Linked DNA regions of Mus musculus: region 1 is linked to region 2. A link is a contact called in public HiChIP or PLAC-seq data. All regions are on one chromosome and are shown on one strand. The core of a region is the stretch at or near the end of the contact, and the rest is flanking DNA. Distances in the headings are between cores, read along the strand shown. Region 1 overlaps Frmd4a (FERM domain containing 4A). Region 2 overlaps Fam107b (family with sequence similarity 107, member B).

Region 1 (2,711 bases), core at 90-2,589, 660 kb after region 2:
TCTAGTAATGTTAACTGCTACTTAGCATCGAAAGGGAAAGGGAAAACTCCTGTTACGGGCTTCAGATGAATCAGCAGGTGAGGGCCCTTCGTGTCCAAAGTCCAGAGTTTGATCCTCAGGACTCAAAGGTGGTAGAAAAAGAGAACTGACTCCCCTACGTTGTCCCCTGACCCCCGCATAGCACAAGCGTACCCACATTCATAATAAGCAAACAAAGAACTAAACAGGCACTTGAACAGTTAATAAACCTTTAATAATTAATGTACTGCATTAATAGTAGAAACCGTATTACAACCTGAAAATGCAGGATGCTTTTTTGGAGCCCCACCCCCAAATTGCCTCAATCACCCAATCACACTGAAGATCCCAGGATAGTATCCCTGCAAAATGAGAAATTAATATGCCAACTTACCTAGATGATCTGCATACTTGGCCAGTAAAATGAATCACAAGCAATGCCAGGCTTCCTGGTGACGGACTGACTAGATGCATAGACTAAAAGTGTTAACATGCATAAACAGAAAGTATTTATAGAACATTCTATCTTCTTGCTTCCAAGACTAGGCTATATTTGAGGGATAACCTATGGCTATCTTTTTGCCTAGACAGGGTGGAACATGTCTGTTATTTCACAGAGAAATTATAAGCTGGTATTTGTGTGTGGTTCCTTCCTTTCTTTATTGTGGAAAACATGGTTTTTGTAGTCCGCAACAATTTGGTTTGTGTCCCTTCCCGTTCCCAAGGCTGTAGCTTAGTCAATAGAGATTCCAAACTCTTTTAATGCTGAGTTCTACAACTTCCAACTTGGAAAGATAGCCAACTATTCAGAGAATAATACCCAAAACACAGTCCTTTGTTTCTTCTGTAGCTAGAGTGTTTTTGTCTTGCCAGTAGAAATGACCACACTCCAAGAGGAGGAGCAAACACTCAGCGGGAAGATTCTGAACTGTAGGCTTTGCATGGCCATGGTTTGGGTTTTATACTGAGGAAAATGGCTGCATGCTAGTGCATAGGAAAGGAGGGATGAAGCGCCCAGGGTCCTGTGGTCTGCAGGGTTAGCTGGAAGGTGAAGATGCCAATTGCCAGGCCAGTGTCTCCTGCCTTCTCCTCTGATCCTCTTACATGGGGTCACCTGTCTGTCACACCAGCTTCGTCATGGCTGCTTCTCGGTCCTGTCCATTTCTCCATGTTCTTTTCCGAACCCTCAGATGATGTCCCAGAGTTCAAAAGATCTCTGCTGCCTTTCTCTTTGTTACTGGGAGCGCCACCTGTGGTTTTCTAATCACTCCTCTTCCTCTTCCTCGTGAGGCTTTAAAATCATTGTCCTGTGAGGGCTGACTCACCAGTCTGCCTCCCCACTTCCTTTCAGTTGCAGAGTCTCAGCTCCCCCTGCATTGAGCTTCTTAGGATTACTGTTTCCAAAACCAGATCTACCATTTGTCAGTCTCTTCAAGCAAGGTGTCTGCTCCCACAATCTTGTCTCAGGATCTCCCCTCTCCTGAGTCATTATAAAACCACTACAATATATCCATTCACCACTCTCTGGCCCCAGCTCCACTCATAAACACTCGCGAGCGCACCCTCTCCTCTGTTCCTTGTCCCCTTCCTCATCTGTGTTCCCTGTAGACCAAACTCCTCAGCATAAAACAAAAGGCCCTTCACATACTCCGGCAGCTTATTATTTCTTAAACTTCCTTTCTTCCATTGTCTTACACACACACACACACACACACACACACACACACACACACACACACACACAGAGTCTTTCCTCTGACCTTGGACTTAATCCTGTGGCTGAAACATATTGTTCATTCTTTGGCTGGAGCCTTCAGTAGTACCTCCTGACCCTCTAGGTCACAGCTTTTTGTTGTGTACAGATGTTTGTGTGTACAGATGTGTGTGTGTAAAGGTGTGTGTGTGCACATATACAGATGCATGTGCACATGTAAGCACATGCATACGGAGACCCAACACAGACCCAACGCATTTTAGTAGGGTGTTAGTAAGAACACACTTGTCCTGGAGGAGCTTGTAGCTAAAGAAGAGGCAAGCAATAAACATAATCGATGAATAAATTATTAGGATGCTGAGGGTGGAAATTGCCATGGAGATGAATAAAGCAGTTGGAGGGAAATGGGAAGAAGGCATCACTTTATTTCACCCTTTGTGTAGTGTCCATCTGTGGATATGTGGATATGCACACATTGTGTGTGTCGGGAGGGGCTGTGCATTGCATGCATGTGCGTGTTTGCATGGACACCTGAGGTCAGCATCAAGTGTCTTCCTCTGTCATCATTTTCCATCTCTTACTGAACCTAGAGTTCATCAGTTTGGCTAGGCTGAACGCCTAATGGACACATCACTGCTTCTGAGGACTGTTTCATGTGTGCTGGGTTCTGGATTTGCATGGCAAATATTTTACCAACTGAGCCATCTTCCACATCCTTACATTGCAGTTAACACAAAGAGTCAGGGCTGGAAAGTGGTAGAGCTCTTCCCTCGCCTGGTGAGGCCCCAGGATAAATGGAGGCAGAAGTGTGACTTCAGGGAACAGCAAGAGACTGAGGGTGGCCGAGGAGAACAGATGGACAGTGGAGGTCACATGGGCGTGGATAGGACCCACGCTGAAGAGCAAGGCAGAATGTGGGGGGCGGGGGGCCTGTCCCACCGAGAGGCTGCATGGGACTGGTTTGGGTGTTTCTAGGGTA
Region 2 (2,700 bases), core at 19-2,518:
TGGTCTTTTCCAGGACAGCCAGGACTACATAGAGAAACCCTGTCTCAAAAAAAAAAAGAAGCTGGTGGTTACGATGGTGTTGTTTTACTGTGTCCTCCTTCCTTCACTGTCTCCCACTAAGATCTTTCAAGTCATTGTGAGCCACATTCAGCTGATCCCATTGTCACATGAAGCATGACGCACGGAGGAGGTGACCACTCAGACTGTAATTTCCAAATTTAAGTGTATTTTCTTTGTTCTACACTAAATATAATAGTTCCGGATCCTTCATGATAGAATCAAGCTATGTGTCCCCAAAAGCAGATGTCTTAGAAGGTGAGTGTGTGTCACGCACACACACACACACACGCACACACACACACAGTGGACAGTAAGGGAAGGCAGACTAATTCTGTGAGGTCAAATAAGAGAAACTAGTATCCCTTCTACCGTGAAGGCTTTGAAACGTGGGGACTTTGGAGACTGTGGTGGTAAGTGAAGGTAGAAATGAGAGCTGCTGTTGAACTGATAAGTCAGAGGGTGAAACGGATTATTACTTCAATACTGAACATTCATAGATGAAATTAGGATCCTTCCCTCCCTACCTCCCTCCCTTCTTTCCTTCCTTCCCACGGAGTCTTGCTATAAGGCTCAGGCTGGCCTTCAGTTCATGATCCCCTCCCCTTTTCTTCTTTTTTCCTTTGTGGTGCTGAGGATAGAACCCCTGGCCTTATGCAGCTAGGCAAGCGGGGCACCAGCCCTGATGGACTTTCTTCCTAACAGGTTACATGCATTCTGTGTTTAAGTATTTTCTAACTATAAAATGAGGTTTTCTCATATACTTGGAATCTTATTCAGTATGATACTTATAAGATTGCAAACCAGAATTTAGTTCCAGGTTTTGTTCCTTTATTTGTCTTGAAAAAAAAAAAAACTTTTAAAAGAATTGCTCATTCTTTTCCCTTATATTTTTTCTACATTTTACTTTCAGCATTTGATCTCTTTAAGAAGGTAGAATCATTTTTTTTCACATTAGTTTTTTTTTTCCCCCACAAGGGAAGTCATGATACATGCGCCCTTTGTTAGAGAATTATTTTATAATTGTTCATCCGGAAGCAATTCACAAGTTCCTTTATAGCCAACTGTAGTAAGGGTGAAGCTGGTGTTGTGACTGTGCAGACGTGTCATTTGTCTGTGTCCTTCTTATTTACTTAGTCACCAGTCGTCCCTATGTTTGTATATTTAAAGACAGGTTCCTTTAAAAGTAAGCCCTGCCTCTTGCGACACCAACTGTGAGAGAAGTCGGAGCTGAGGGCAAGTCTCTGGGTGCTGAGTTACTGGGTAATGAACCCTGTGGCAGCAAAGGACATGGAAACGTGTGGGACTCGGTTGGCTGCTGGGAGGGTGATGGATTTTCATTGCATTAGGAAGGGCATGGGGTACAGCTCCCACTCTTTACTTGCTCACTGTAGCTGTTAAGAAGGTTTGTTTAAGGAAGACATGTTGCACGTAGTTGAAGTTGGTGTTTGGCTGCAGTACTGTCCGACAGTCATAGGTTGACAGCTGTGCCATGGGTTGCTGGAGTGAGCAAGTAGATGGGGATGTGTTGGTTCCTGGGGCCAGAGCCCTAATACCCAGTAATCAGGGTGGGCCACAGCCTCAGTGGTGGGAGGTTGGTGTTTTCACATACGGTGTGGGAGGGTGGAGCACCACGGGGAGTTGTCTTAGGTACTGTTCTGTGGCTCTGAAAAGGCCGTGACTGAGGCAACACCTAGGAACGAAGAATCGAATCATGGGCTTGCTCTACAGCTTCAGAAGTTAGTCTGTTATCACCATGGTAAAGAGCATGCCAGCACACAGGCAGAAGTAGCTGAGAGTTCTACATCCTCATCTGTAGGCTGGGGGCAGAGGGGGGCAGGAACAGGACTTTTAAACCCCCACAGAATAGATGTGGCCTTGTTGTGGGAAGTATTTGGGTTCTGGGGATGTGAACTCAGGTTGTTAGGTTTCCATGCAAGTATGGGTACTCACTGAGCTGTCTCTCATTCTGAATTTTGAAATTTTTTTTTTATTCAGTTTTGGGGATAGAATTTGGATACTTGCATATTCTAGGCAAGATTCTACCACTGAGCCAGAACCCCAGTGCTGGAGTGTTTTGTAGGCAGTGAGCATCCTTCCGATTCCCCTAAGGATAAAGGTCATTATGCCTTGCAGACATCATGGCACCTGAGGTGTAGCCAGCTTATTCTAGCTCCTCACTGCCTGTGTTCCTTGTTTGCTAGGAAGGCAGTTGCTGTTTTCCTCGGTCTGATTTGCAGAGTTCCCTGTGCCAGCCTGTGGCTGGATAGCCAGCCCGGGGCTTAAGTTGAATCAGCTTCTTAAGTTGAATCAGCTTCAGGATTGGGTGTGTAGGGGGCAGGTTACCCAGGCCACTGTTTATAGCAAGGCAGTAGTTTCTGGGCGCTGAGGTGCTCTTGTCTTTGTTTGTCTTGTGGCTCCTCAGGGCAGCCTGTGGGAAATGGGAAAGTGGAAAGGCCTGGTGTCTTAGGAAGACAGGCCTGCAGAGGGAGTGAAATAATGTGTGGGGTTCATTCTGAGAAAGAGTTGAAGGAGTTGACACCCCTGCGGTGTTCCTGTGCCCACATTGACTACAAATGTGCTTACATCTGGACACCTGCCAAACCTCCTTCCTATAAACGGGTGTTTCCACACAGTGAAGCT

Evidence for each region. HiChIP or PLAC-seq counts read pairs in DNA pulled down with a chosen protein or histone mark.
Region 1: an H3K4me3 HiChIP or PLAC-seq map of bone marrow-derived macrophages shows a contact between it and region 2, with 5 times the contacts expected there. The contact joins two enhancer-like sites. A contact is called at or near these places in 3 of 115 datasets of contacts at active chromatin or transcription factors (bone marrow-derived macrophages, embryonic forebrain and pancreatic cancer cells).

The regions. Positions count from the first base shown.
Region 1 is chr2:4,408,657-4,411,367 of GRCm38.p6, forward strand. All of the region lies in intron 1 of Frmd4a (FERM domain containing 4A), which reads left to right. Among named protein-coding and RNA genes, the nearest start is that of Gm23691, 29 kb to the left of the region's middle. Within about 2 kb of position 1,340, at least 44 of the 459 cell types and tissues checked have an H3K27ac peak or open chromatin away from gene starts, as enhancers often do. A contact at or near this core is called in bone marrow-derived macrophages and pancreatic cancer cells, where this site is marked.
Region 2 is chr2:3,751,308-3,754,007 of GRCm38.p6, forward strand. The region is part of intron 1 of Fam107b (family with sequence similarity 107, member B); the gene reads left to right. Among named protein-coding and RNA genes, the nearest start is that of Fam107b, 39 kb to the left of the region's middle. Within about 2 kb of position 1,269, at least 105 of the 459 cell types and tissues checked have an H3K27ac peak or open chromatin away from gene starts, as enhancers often do. A contact at or near this core is called in bone marrow-derived macrophages and pancreatic cancer cells, where this site is marked.